Regions from separate parts of the Zea mays genome. Here region 1 is linked to region 2. Evidence: chromatin contacts called from public Hi-C data. All regions are on one chromosome and are shown on one strand. The core of a region is the stretch at or near the end of the contact, and the rest is flanking DNA. Distances in the headings are between cores, read along the strand shown.

Region 1 (5,950 bases), core at 192-2,691, 240 kb before region 2:
GAGCGATTTATCGGGCCTAGTCGGACGACTAGGTCGACTAGAACACCTAATCGGGTCGGGTTCCCTAATCGCTTACCCTAAACCGACCAGCCCGACTAATCGCGATTAGTCGAACGACTTGAAATCAGAGGTGCTACGTCACAATCATTACTCCTCTTGTAAACCGTCGTCTAAGGATGGCGTTCTGTAAACACTCCACATCATAGTGAATGTTTCGTCTGCTGGTGCCTGTGGTTTTTCCCTTCGCGTTGAAGGGTTTTCTACGTAAATATGTGTGTCGTGCTCTGTGGTTTGTTGGTTGATCTACTTCGTTTTGTCTGCCGGTTTTGCTAACATAATCCATAGAGACAAAACAATGTAGAAGTAGTAGAAGCCGCTACGGACTAAAGCCAACCGAACAAGATGATAATTATATATCTTGTAAAGGAACTAAAGCATGCATAGTTATTTAAGTTAGATGCGAGTGGTTGAGATAAAAAGGAGAAACAATGAATGAGAGAGCATATTACCCTTTGCCGCCCAAAGAAGCAACCATCTGGTTCAATAGAGCCGAAGAAATCAAGCTTGAGTAGGCACCCTTTAAGTCTGTCATAGTACAAACCCCTGATGGGGAAGGTGCGGTCATACTCGTACTGCAAGCAACTCTCCGGATACTTCAACTGCAGAAAACATCAGGTCCGCTCAGAAACCACAAGGGCAGCATTCAGTCATCCATGCAAAGATGTGATGACACCCAAGAAAGAGAGGAACCAAACCTCATTGACCAAGTGCCTTTTGGCAAGATCGTAGATAAGGCATTGCAGGTGCTCGGAGTAGTGCGACAGCGTGTAGTCGTAGTCGAAGCCGTAGACCTGGAGGTCGTCCAGCTTGACGTTCTTGTTGACGTAAATGCCTGAAACCCGCGACAGCGTCCCAACGCTAGGCCAGCAATGTTAAGAGACTGAAGAACCGATCTGTAAAGCAAGACTGTAGGAGGATAGGGAAGCGAATGGGCAATCGAGATTCCCTTTTCCCGACCTTGCGGATTCATCTTGGGCATGTCCTTGATGGCGGCGGGAATGCTGAGGTAGTTGCGCTTGGCGTCATCGAACTCGCGGCGGATGCGCTCGATCTCGTCCTCGCCGGCGCCGGACCGCAGCGTGGTGGAGAGCGTGCAGAGCGCGCGCAGGTCTGTAGGGAGAAACGACAGCCCCAATGTCAAGGGAGACACGGTCAGCAGTCAACCCCATTCCGCAGCGGCATTCCGTCGAACGGCTCTAGTGCAACAACCTCCCAAGGACCGCAGCGCCGTCGCAGAGAGCGCCGGCGACAGGAGACCGTAGCGGTCGAGGAGGCGGAGGCGAGCCAACGCCATTGGGGCCTGCCTCGAGTTTGTCGGTCTGCCGGTCGGTCGCCGACGTGAAGGTGAGGGACGGGCGCAGGAAACGGCTGTTTTTCCTAGGCGCCCACGGGAAAAGGTCGCGCTCGCGGTTGCACTTGCACTTGCACACTTAGGCCCTGTTTGGGAACAAAGTTTTTGAAAACCACAGTTTTTGAAATACTATACTATACTTTAGTTATGACAATACCGTAGTTTATAATACCGCAGTTTTGAAAACTGAGGTCCAGAGCTAAGTTTAGAATGCCTTAAAACAACTATAGTATTTGCAATACTTCAGTTTTGAAAACAGAGATTTTACCCAGCTTGCCAAACACCATTATGTATATAATACTGCAGTATTTGAGAATACTGCAGTATTCTTCCAAAACTGCAGAAAAACTTTGTTCCCAAACACCCCCTTACATTACACGGGAGAAGGCTGACTGCGGCCTGCGGGAGAGGGACGTGTCCTAACGTGTGGGGCCACATGTACGTCCCGCCCAGTGGAGCTCTGCTTTGTGGAACGGTGGGGCGCGCGGCTTCCTTTTGCTCGATACACGATGTCTGAACTGCTGTGACCATCACTGACGTGTGGAGCCACATGTACGTCCCGCCCAGTGGAGCTCGTGGGCTGGTGGCCTGGTGGGGCGTGGGTAGGGCTGGTACATATTATCTACGTAACAATTGATGAACATGTTATATGTATGTGTGATGTCTATGACTCATGAGTTAAACTAATGATTGATGAACTGTGTTTATGTGTTAAATTAACCTATGCAAATATAACTGTGAGTTAAACTAATGAACATATGTATGGATAGTGAATTTGAGTGATGAGTTGTGTTAATTTAGTATTACATTGTTGTGCTCTGTGAAATTATAAGTATAATTACTATTTTATATTATTAAATTAGTTTGAAATTAACTAGAAATTGATTAATATATACATATTGTTTTTCTACTATAACTCACGAGCTAAACTAGCCAAACCGAGTTGATTCTGTGACTCGTTAGCTTAACAAGCCAGTTCAAACTCGGACGAGTCGAGCCTGACTGGATATCCAGCCCAAGGCGTGCGGCCTCCTTTTGCTAGATCCATGAAACCTAAACTGTTGTGACAGGGGCAGTGGCATGGCACCCGTAGAAAAGAAGACGACGATGAGCGAACGGGGCCCGGCCTCCAGGATCGGGAGAAGTGGAGATCCTGGTGTTAGTTGGGGTAAACCTAGCGGCCCATCTCTGCACGTCCCGATCCAACCAAAATGACGGGCTCTCGTTTCCGTTGTGCATATGCAGGCTTTTTGCTAGATCCATGAAGCCTAAACTGTTGTGACCACGCAAGCAGGGGCAGTGGCATGGCGCCTGTAGAAAAGAAGACGACGCTGAGCGAACGGGGCCGGCCTACGGGATCGGGAGATCCTGGTGTTAGTTGGGGTAAACCTGGCGTCCCATCTCCGCACATCCCGATCCAACCAAAATGATAGGCTCTTGTTTTCGTTGTGCGCGTATTCCATAGACTCGAACACCATCCATCATGTGCAGGGTGTTGAGAACTACGTTACCACGGATCACCAGATCCGCACCCTTCCCTCCCGTCAGTAGATTAGGCGCGAGAAGTCGTGGAAGACTCGTATCCCTTCCCAGAAGCACGACAGTGAAACACACGAGACACAGGATGTAGGGTTGGGCCTCTGGCCTCTTTCTCTTCTCTGTATTATGAGGGGGTGTACAGGTTCCTTATATAGAGATGTGAGACCCCTCAGGGGCAAAGCAGGTATTTGCCCACATAACCCTAACTAGGGTTACTTAACACTCCCCCTTGGGCGAATACCGCGACCAACACATGCCTCGTTAAAACTCCGAAAAACCCAGTGGGAAAATGTGGAGAAAGAGTGCATGGTGATACAAATTGCATTTGCACTTTGTTGCCTCGTTAAAAACCTCATGTGAGAAACTTCAAGAAAACTCACCAAGGGAAAAAGAGTACAACAACTGTCATCGGGACAGATTTCGATCCTCTGGGATCTAGATTCTATCGAATCTTCTACAAGGGCTAACTTTTAGAAATGTGCTCCCCCTGATCCTTGCAAAACCGTATCAATAAGGCAAAACATCTTCTTCTGGAAGTATATGCACCTAAAGATTTAGCAAACAGATTGCATATCTTTGCAAGGACTATTTCAGGAACTTTACCTCTACTCACTTCTAGGATATACGAGGTAAGTGCACGTATCAATATAAATAAGCCAATTTGACCGATGGCGTTCGATAGACTGGATCTATATATTTGATAGAAAATTCCATAAAGGTTCACATCAAGCTCACGCCTTCAGGGCATAGAATATGACATTTATTGTCTCGCGATTGTCCCTCATCCCTCATTCGCTCCCCCTGACGATGACATCTGTCAAAGTCGTTATCCCTCATAACTCAAGCATATTCTTCAATATATATGTCTCATTGTTCATCTAGAATAACGAGAATGGATGAGGTTGGGGTGCTATCATTTTCTATCTTACACCACAATTTATATATAGTTGTGCAAAGCAAATAACATGTCCTTCAATAGGACTTAGGGGATAATATAGTTGCAATAGTACATATTCTAAATATGACACATCGCTCGAGGCGTTCATCCATTGCAACATCTATGATGGTGTAACAAAAGTCCATCTAAGATCGTAATCCATCAGGGATTTTTCATCGATCAGATACATCGTTATAGTCTGTCATTCTAGCACAATAGAGATATTTTGCCAGTAACACCTAAACCTTATAGGTTTCTGCCATCAGGGCTTTGGAGGATACCGTAATTCCACATATAGTGGAAATTACCATGAGTAAAACTCATGGAATGCACATGTGCTTATTCGGTGAACTTCAAGTCCTTTGGTACCTCATCTTATTCCTTTTCGGGTCTGTATGGGTCTTTATCCCTTTATAGGGATTATCAAACTTTGGTGTTCAACACAGACTTTGTTTCTTCTGGATAGGTTCCATCTGGGAACGATAGTCTCAACTAGGAGATATTCTCCCTACATAGGAGAGTGATCATTCATCATGAATGTATTATTCGGTATGAGATTTATATGTTGCATATTTATAAATCAAATATATGAATCCTCATAGGATCTCATGACGGATCTTCGGAATCCTATTAACTGCATAATTTAATTCATGCCATTTACCAGATATATTACATAGCAGAATAGTGTTTATTCAACACATATGTGGGATGGGTCTCTCACAAGACCACTTGAACCATCGCATTCACCACACATTATTTCAATAGTGCCCATAATGTCCAAACTTCAAGCTCGCGACTTTCACTTTGCGATTCTTGGTTCAACCTCGATTGCATTTATCAATGACCCGATAAGAGAGCTTAAAGCACTCATGCCTAGGACTTTGTTTTGGATCCGTTTGCAATCTAGAGAGGCAAGATAGGTGTCGACATATTTGTCTCCCACATTTAATAATAATCTCTGTCATTTCCCAAAATGAAAGATTCATTGTTCCGTATTCCCAGCACAATGATATTGCGCGCATTGCTAGGAATTTCATCATCAAGATGAACCTCTTTGTGAGGCAAATCACCATCAGGGTGAATTAATCGGAGGAAAGTTATCACAAACCACGTGAATCTGCAATCAGAACATATGCTTTGACTAAGGCCGATGGATCATATTCGCAAGCGTCCCCGCAGAATAGATCAAATGCCAATAAGTCAAATGTGGATATGATATTAATCCCGGGTATATCCACATCTACATCAGGTAGAAGCATTCAAACCTATTTTGTTACTCCTCAACGATTTCTGGCAAACTCTATATTCATAGGAGTACACACCGAACGACAGGTTCAGTTTAGCTTTTGTGCGTTTAATAGAATATTGAGGCATTATACTATATGGGCATTCCTCCCCCTAATGCCGAGATGTTCTAAAAGCATACAGATAAAATCCCCAACCGCAATCATCCAGTTGTGGCCAGTGTATGCTATTGCTTGTGGTGATTTATTTGGGAAATCTTACGCACATTACAGATAGGGGTTTTATGCAGTGAGGTTTGCACTTAGATTAATGCAGTGGCATGAATACTGCATCATTTTCCGTCAATGTGAAGGGTTAGTCTCAACTTCTAGCAAGACTCGCAACAACAAGTTGCTTTGTGGTTACAATTCTGCAAACTTATTGTTATTACTACCAAATGCATAGTCAATCATTAAGATTTAGAATGATATGTGCAACACTATTTTATCCATAAGGGTCCTTCAGGGGCTCATGCATACCATTCGTCGTTTGGAGCCATTAGTTGACTTCAGATCAACAAGTAAAATGACCATCAGGGTCTAACGCTCACAAAGACATTCATTGGTTGCATTGTGCTTTTAAGCACATAGGAAAAATGTGTGTAGATAATGGTAGTAAAGTGCACGGCATCAGGACAATGCTGCCAAGCAAATATTTTTATATGCATAGATGTATAGTCGAGCTCGTTTTTATCACTGCCCATGGTTTACCCAATTACTCATACTGTTCTGAAATTGGGTATCAATTTGTGCAACATTTTTAGGTATTATAATTTTGAG
Region 2 (6,412 bases), core at 924-3,423:
TATTGTGAAACATGGTTTTGCCCCATCTTTGCAACATCATATTGTCCTATAGTATTGTATTTGATAAGTGTTTGAGCATGAAGCAGGTTAGGTGGTGTTCTACACCTACGAATTATGCAACCACATATAGATTATTTCTATGGGTTTTTAGTCATGTACTGTAGTGAATCTTTATTACTGGCATACAACATCTCACAACAGTTCTAATAATGAGCAATAAACTTATATGTATTTACTGGTTTTGGTGGTAAGGTTGAAGTTTGCCGAGTAATATGAGCTTAGGCTCAAAAAGCTACCAGAACCTACATGTTATTGTCTGTGTTACTTCATTTGTGACTAGATGAGTGCCTTTGCATTGCAAGAAGAACATTTATCATGATATATGTTATAAGTTATCGTGATATATGTTTCCGTTGCAACGCACGGGCATTCACCTAGTATATATAATATTTATCTAGAGCGTAACTGGTTTTGGCAAAGTTCAAAAGTATCATGAGGACCCTACAAGAAAAGAGTTAGCGAAAACATTTGACTCTTGGCCATCAATAAACTATTATATCATGGATTGTAAATATGTAAGTCTCTGTTCATTTCGAATGCATTTATAAAGGGCATATCTTTGCAATCCTAATGGTTGATATTTTGCAGATTCCTATACCATAGAAATTCACCGATTGATACGTCCTTTTCATAATTGATCATAGTAAGAAGTATGTGATTTTCATCGACTTTACACTCACTCAAGATTAGTGTAAGCATATGCCATACAAGATATTCGCATAAGCGATTATCACAACCTCAAAGAAATATAAGATTACTTACAATAAGAAACGTTCTGGACGAACAGATAATATTTTTAAGTGGGAGCATACAATTCGGACTGATGCTCCAATTGACTCAAAAGAGTATTTTTGGTACCACCTTCTCAGCAATTTTAAGTTTTTTAGGATTTCTATTATATATAACATAGTTGGTGAAACATTATTCTATATGATTAATAAAAACTACCTTATTCTACAAGCTATGACCATGTGGGGGAATGATCGACGAATAGAATTTGTTAGGGTGATTGGAGTACGTTTGTTTAATATTCAACATACATCCCAATTATATAATAAAAAAGATGTTTTGTTTTATTATGTCTCGTGCATAGGATGCAAAGATTGTTTGGAGAAACTTTGTGATTGATCTGTTAAGTTATGAGTATAATTCGTACTGATATACTATCCCTACAAACATATAATAGATCCATCAATATCGCTAAAAAGTTTAGATTAATGTATGTTTGTCGGTATATTTACCTAACATTTAGAATTCTATATTGATTCTTTAAAAATAATTTGTGTGATATTATAATATTTGTTAGACATCAATTCATTTTATTTTAGTCAACATATTTATAATAATATTACATATTTATATCATCAATATAATATTAGTGTTACAATGATATTTTATCACATGGATTTTATATATTATAATGATGTTTATCATTTTATATTTATGTTTATACTAATTTTTAACTCTAGTACTTTGCTCTACGATGTCGTGAGAATGACATGGTACGTTATGCGTATAATATCAGACGCGACTATACAAAGCACGTTCTCCAGCGGTCAACGAATTCCGTTTATTTTTTCCCCCTCAATAAATTTGCTTCATTTGCGTCTGACTCTACAGTAGACTCGACTAGGGCCCTGTTTGGTTCCTTTAGTCACTAGATTAAATTTTAGTGACTAAAGTTTAGTTGCTAAAGTACCATGTTTGGTTCCAGTGACTAAACTGAACTAAAGATCATTAATTGCTGTGAATATTGACTGTTTTACCCCTATTAATTAATGAATGTTTGCTATAAGAAGAAAGTTGAAAGGGCAAATAAGGTAAAAATACTACTTTAGTCCCTTTTAGTAATCCCTTGGTGACTAAAGAACTAAAGTTTAGTCACCCTATTTTAGTCACAATGTTTGCTTCTTTAGGAACTAAGTGACTAAAATTTAGTTACTAAACTTTAGTCACCCCAAACGGGGCCTAGGTTAGCGTTTGCCGTTTGGCACAGCCAGCTCGTTGACCCGGGCCATTTGGGCCAGCCAGCTCGTTGCCCTGGGCCCTGGCCCCCGGGCGCCCTCACGCCCGCTGGCCGCTATAAATAGCGCTCGGCGTTCCTGTCTCCACCCATCCCAAGAAGAGCCGCCCTACCTATTCCTTCTCCCAGCCGTCGAGCTGCCCAACCCAGAGCACCAGCAGCCCTCACCTTCTTCCTCTCGGCCGGTCCTTCAAACGAGCCCGCTCGTCTTGGAGCCGCCGCCGGTCTCGTTCTGGACGAACGTGAGTTTTCCTTTCTCTCGTCCTTCCTTGCGCTCGGTTTACTCATCCTGCTGCCGTGCCCTGCGTTGTGTGCACCAGGACTCTGTAGGGTCCTGAGAGGAGTGGCCGGCGGTTTCGTCTGTGGTAGATCGTAGTACGTTGGCTTAGATCTTGGTTGGGTTCTTGAGGGCGCTTTTGATTTTCGTCGGGAGAGTTTGAGATCGCCTTCCTGCCCCCGTTTGTCGGAGGTGTCGGGAAAACTTACATTTTGTCTGTGCTACCTTAGAATTTGGATCCTGATAATTGCTAATCGTTTGTGCTGTTCTGCTGCCCAAGAAGGAGAACTTACTCTCTTTCGATCGACAGGTTCAAGGAGATTGCATTTGTGGATGCTCTAATGGAGTCGAAAGGTGGCAAGAAGTCTAGTAGTAGTAGTAGTAATTTCATGTACGAAGCTCCCCTTGGCTACAAGATCGAGGACGTTCGCCCAGCCGGAGGAATCAAGAAGTTCCAGACTGCTGCTTATTCCAACGTAAGAACCAAAAAACCTGCGGTACAAGCAATGCCGTTCTAAATCTACTTCTCATTGATACGTTCCACGCTTTGGTTACTGACGCTCGTTATTTGTTTGATCTTTTGTTTTGCAGTGCGTCCGCCAGCCATCCTGATATCGCCTCACATGCAATTCGCGGTAGAGTAGGATTTTAATTCAGTTTTCCTCTTGTGTCGGTAGTTTTCCGTTGGCTCTGGCTGCCTTCCTCTGCTTCTGAGATTCCAACTTGTCTTGCCCATCTCTCCTTTTCCTCTCTCATCCTCTCTTTCTTGCAACACGTCATCCAGTGGCGATGTCTTCAGCAGATTCTTGTGTCTCTTCTCCTGCCTCCCCTATTGGCTTTGAGGGCTATGAGAAGCGCCTCGAGATCACGTTCTCTGACGCGCCTGTCTTTGAGGACCCTTGTGGTCGTGGCCTGCGCGCCCTCTCCCGTGAGCAGATCGACTCGTTTCTGGATCTCGCACGGTGCACCATAGTGTCACAGCTCTCCAACGAGAGCTTCGACTCATATGTTCTGTCCGAGTCCAGCCTCTTTGTGTATCCCCACAAGGTTGTTCTGAAGACCTGTGGGACGACGAAGCTGCTGCTCGCCATTCCTCGCATCCTTGAGCTTGCTGCAGGGCTGTCACTGCCTCTTCTTTCAGCGAAGTACTCTCGTGGGACCTTCATCTTCCCCGGCGCGCAGCCCGCGCCACACCGCAGCTTCTCGGAGGAGGTATCTGTGCTGAACGCTTTCTTTGGTAACCTCAAGTCCGGTGGCAATGCCTACCTGATCGGTGAACCGTTCAAGCCCAACAAGAAGTGGCATGTCTACTACGCCACAGAGGAGCCTGAGCGTCCTATGGTGACGCTTGAGATGTGCATGACAGAGCTTGACGTTAAGAAAGCTGCTGTGTTCTTCAAGAACTCCACTGGTGGCAGCTGCACTTCAGCTAAAGAGATGACGAAGCTCTCGGGGATTCATGAGATCATTCCCGAGATGGAGATCTGTGACTTTGAGTTTGACCCCTGTGGGTACTCGATGAATGGCGTCTTCGGGCCTGCAGCCTCCACCATCCACGTGACACCCGAGGAAGGTTTCAGCTACGCAAGCTACGAAGCTATGAACTTCGACCCCAGCTCACTGGTCTACAGCGATGTGATCAGGAGGGTCCTGGCAGGCTTCTCTCCTTCGGACTTCTCGGTCGCAGTTACCATCTTTGGTGGCCGTGGGTTCGCCAAATCATGGGCGACGGGTGCAGACATCGATTCCTACATGTGCGGTGATCCTGTAGAGCAAGAGCTTCCTGGTGGCGGTCTGCTGATGTACCAGAGCTTTACTGCTGTTCCCTCTGGCTCTGTATCGCCGAGGTCGACCTTGCAGACGGATGGCTGGAGCAGCGATGGAATGGAGATGGCCTCAAATGACGAGATGTGTATTGGCTGCTGGAATGCGGTGAAGAAGGTGGTGAAGAAAGATTTGGATGCTTAAAGATTTGGATAACTTAGGTGGTTCTTCACCTAAGTTATGAAGAAGTCTGAGACCTCTGTCTCTCTGTTCTTTTGGTTTCAGTTAAGCAGTTAGCTGGGCTACCGGCAATTTGTTTGCTTAATATTTTTCCTGTTCAATAAGTACTCTGGATGGCTTGCTGCGTCTGCCATAGTGAGCTGCATATTGTTGTTTAGTCATATTGTTTCTGCTGCCGATGCCCTTGTGGGGAGAATGATCTTGTAACAGACTTGCCTATTCCCGCAATATATTGGAAATTTTGGTTAATAATCTATTGGTTGTCACTCCCGCTGTTGTGATTAGCACATGTAGCACATTTCATACTTCTTTTTTTTTTAAATATCTTGATATTATTTTTGTTGTTAGTCAGTGGGTCTTCAACGACTGATGTTATTCTTGTTCTCAACAGAAGCCATCAACACGACATGATATTATTCTTGTTCATCAACGTAACACTAGCAGTATTATTGAATTAGTTACATAGTCTCAGTATGAGCACCAAGTTTTGTCATTGTTTTGATTCACACTCTTGTTGGACAGGTTTATAACACTTTTGCATATATATGTTTTTCCTGTTATGCTGTGTAAGACAGTTGCGAGCGGGTCAGAGTCAGCGATGTATTTCTTCGAGTAAGACCGTGTCCACCCATATAGTTACACAAAACATTGTTTGTAGTGTTGATTTTAAATATAGGGATGTGTATAGATTGTTGGAGATAGTATTACAAAGCTGTCAGATTTGGCTTCCAAACTCAATGGTCGTACACTGCGAAGCTCTTAGCGCAATATTGCTTCCAAGATTTTTTTCCATGACAACGCAGGAGAGCTATGCTTTATTTAATCTATTGGGATAGTAGCGGATTTTACCTCCATTTGGTCTTGCAAGTTGCAATCCCGGGCTCAACCATGTTCTTGTTCGGTAGCTATAAAATTTTTTCGGACCGTTTTTTTGCACATATGGATTGGGTGAATCTAAGCCATTCACCCCAATCCCTTGTGGGATTAAATCCCTAAACCCAATCAACCAATATGTGTTTGTTTATTCCATATGGATTGTATCCCAAAAACAACTATGTTTGTTTGCTTATTCTATGTGGATTAAATCTCAAACTTAAATACCAACAAAAACCAAATAAAATCAACACAATTTAAACATAGAACATGTTATCTCTCCAGAAATTTAAGCATGCTATACAATTTTAGGTTGCTACTAATTATTCATTCATTGCAAATCAATGACTACAGTTCTTGTCCACCAATAGAACCACCAACAATTCACAATGATATGTTAAAATTTATATAAAGCCTTCTCCAAGTCAACCGAGATGAGTTCCACAGCAGGTGCACCAACTGCAATTGATCAGAATAATAAATTAACTCGCAGGTGTTGGCGCCGATCTGGGCAGCGCCAATCACTAGGGGTGTACTGTCTGGTGGTGCTCTCTGCGGAGGTGCGGACGGTCCGCGGCACAGGGCCGGACGGTCTGTGACCTGGGCGCAGGAGAGACACCTTCCCTACGTCGCACCGGATGGCCCTCGCACAGGGCCGGACGGTCCGCGATGGCATAGGGTCGTCTTGCTCCTCGTTGGAATCTAGATCTTGCACCTAGGGGAGAGATCTTAGGCGCTCTGGGTCGACAGGTCACCCGGGGCGTCCCCAGACGACGTGGAGTCGTCTAGGAATTAAGAGGCAGCCGAGATATAGTATTTTGAATCAACAACTAGATCTTGCCCCCTGGGAGGGCTAAGATCCTAGGGTAAATAAAGTAGATAGATTCGACTGAAATGTGTTCGGGGGTTCTCAATCGGTCGCACCCCTTTATATTTATAGGGGAGGAGGTCTGGACCTGTTCCTAGGAGATAGCCAACAACTCCCACGTGATTAGATGGATAACCAGGCACGAGATAAGGATAATCACCTGAGTTGATCTGATCGCGGGGCCACGGACCGTCCGGGCCCTAAGGCCGGACCGTCCGCCACTTTTGGTGCTCAACACATGCCCCCTGCCTTTTTGTCACACCTGGATTTAAGGAATAAAGCCGGATGCGTCTCATATGTGCGCCAA

Evidence for each region. A called contact is a pair of places that touch in the nucleus more often than the background predicts.
Region 1: a contact with region 2 is called in a Hi-C map of leaf mesophyll, with 3 times the contacts expected there. The contact joins the promoter of LOC100384794 here to the promoter of LOC100282888 in region 2. A contact is called at or near these places in 10 of 25 Hi-C or Micro-C datasets (ear, leaf, leaf mesophyll and 2 more).

The regions. Positions count from the first base shown.
Region 1 is chr7:123,446,701-123,452,650 of Zm-B73-REFERENCE-NAM-5.0, reverse strand. It overlaps LOC100384794, which reads right to left and starts at 1,441. Exons shown (of 13, transcript NM_001177240.2): 1 at 1,270-1,441; 2 at 1,018-1,170; 3 at 756-892; 4 at 510-659. The coding sequence starts at 1,354.
Region 2 is chr7:123,205,930-123,212,341 of Zm-B73-REFERENCE-NAM-5.0, reverse strand. It overlaps LOC100282888, which reads left to right and starts at 2,173. Exons shown (of 3, transcript NM_001155794.2): 1 at 2,173-2,325; 2 at 2,671-2,836; 3 at 2,952-4,632. The coding sequence starts at 3,150. The coding sequence ends at 4,328.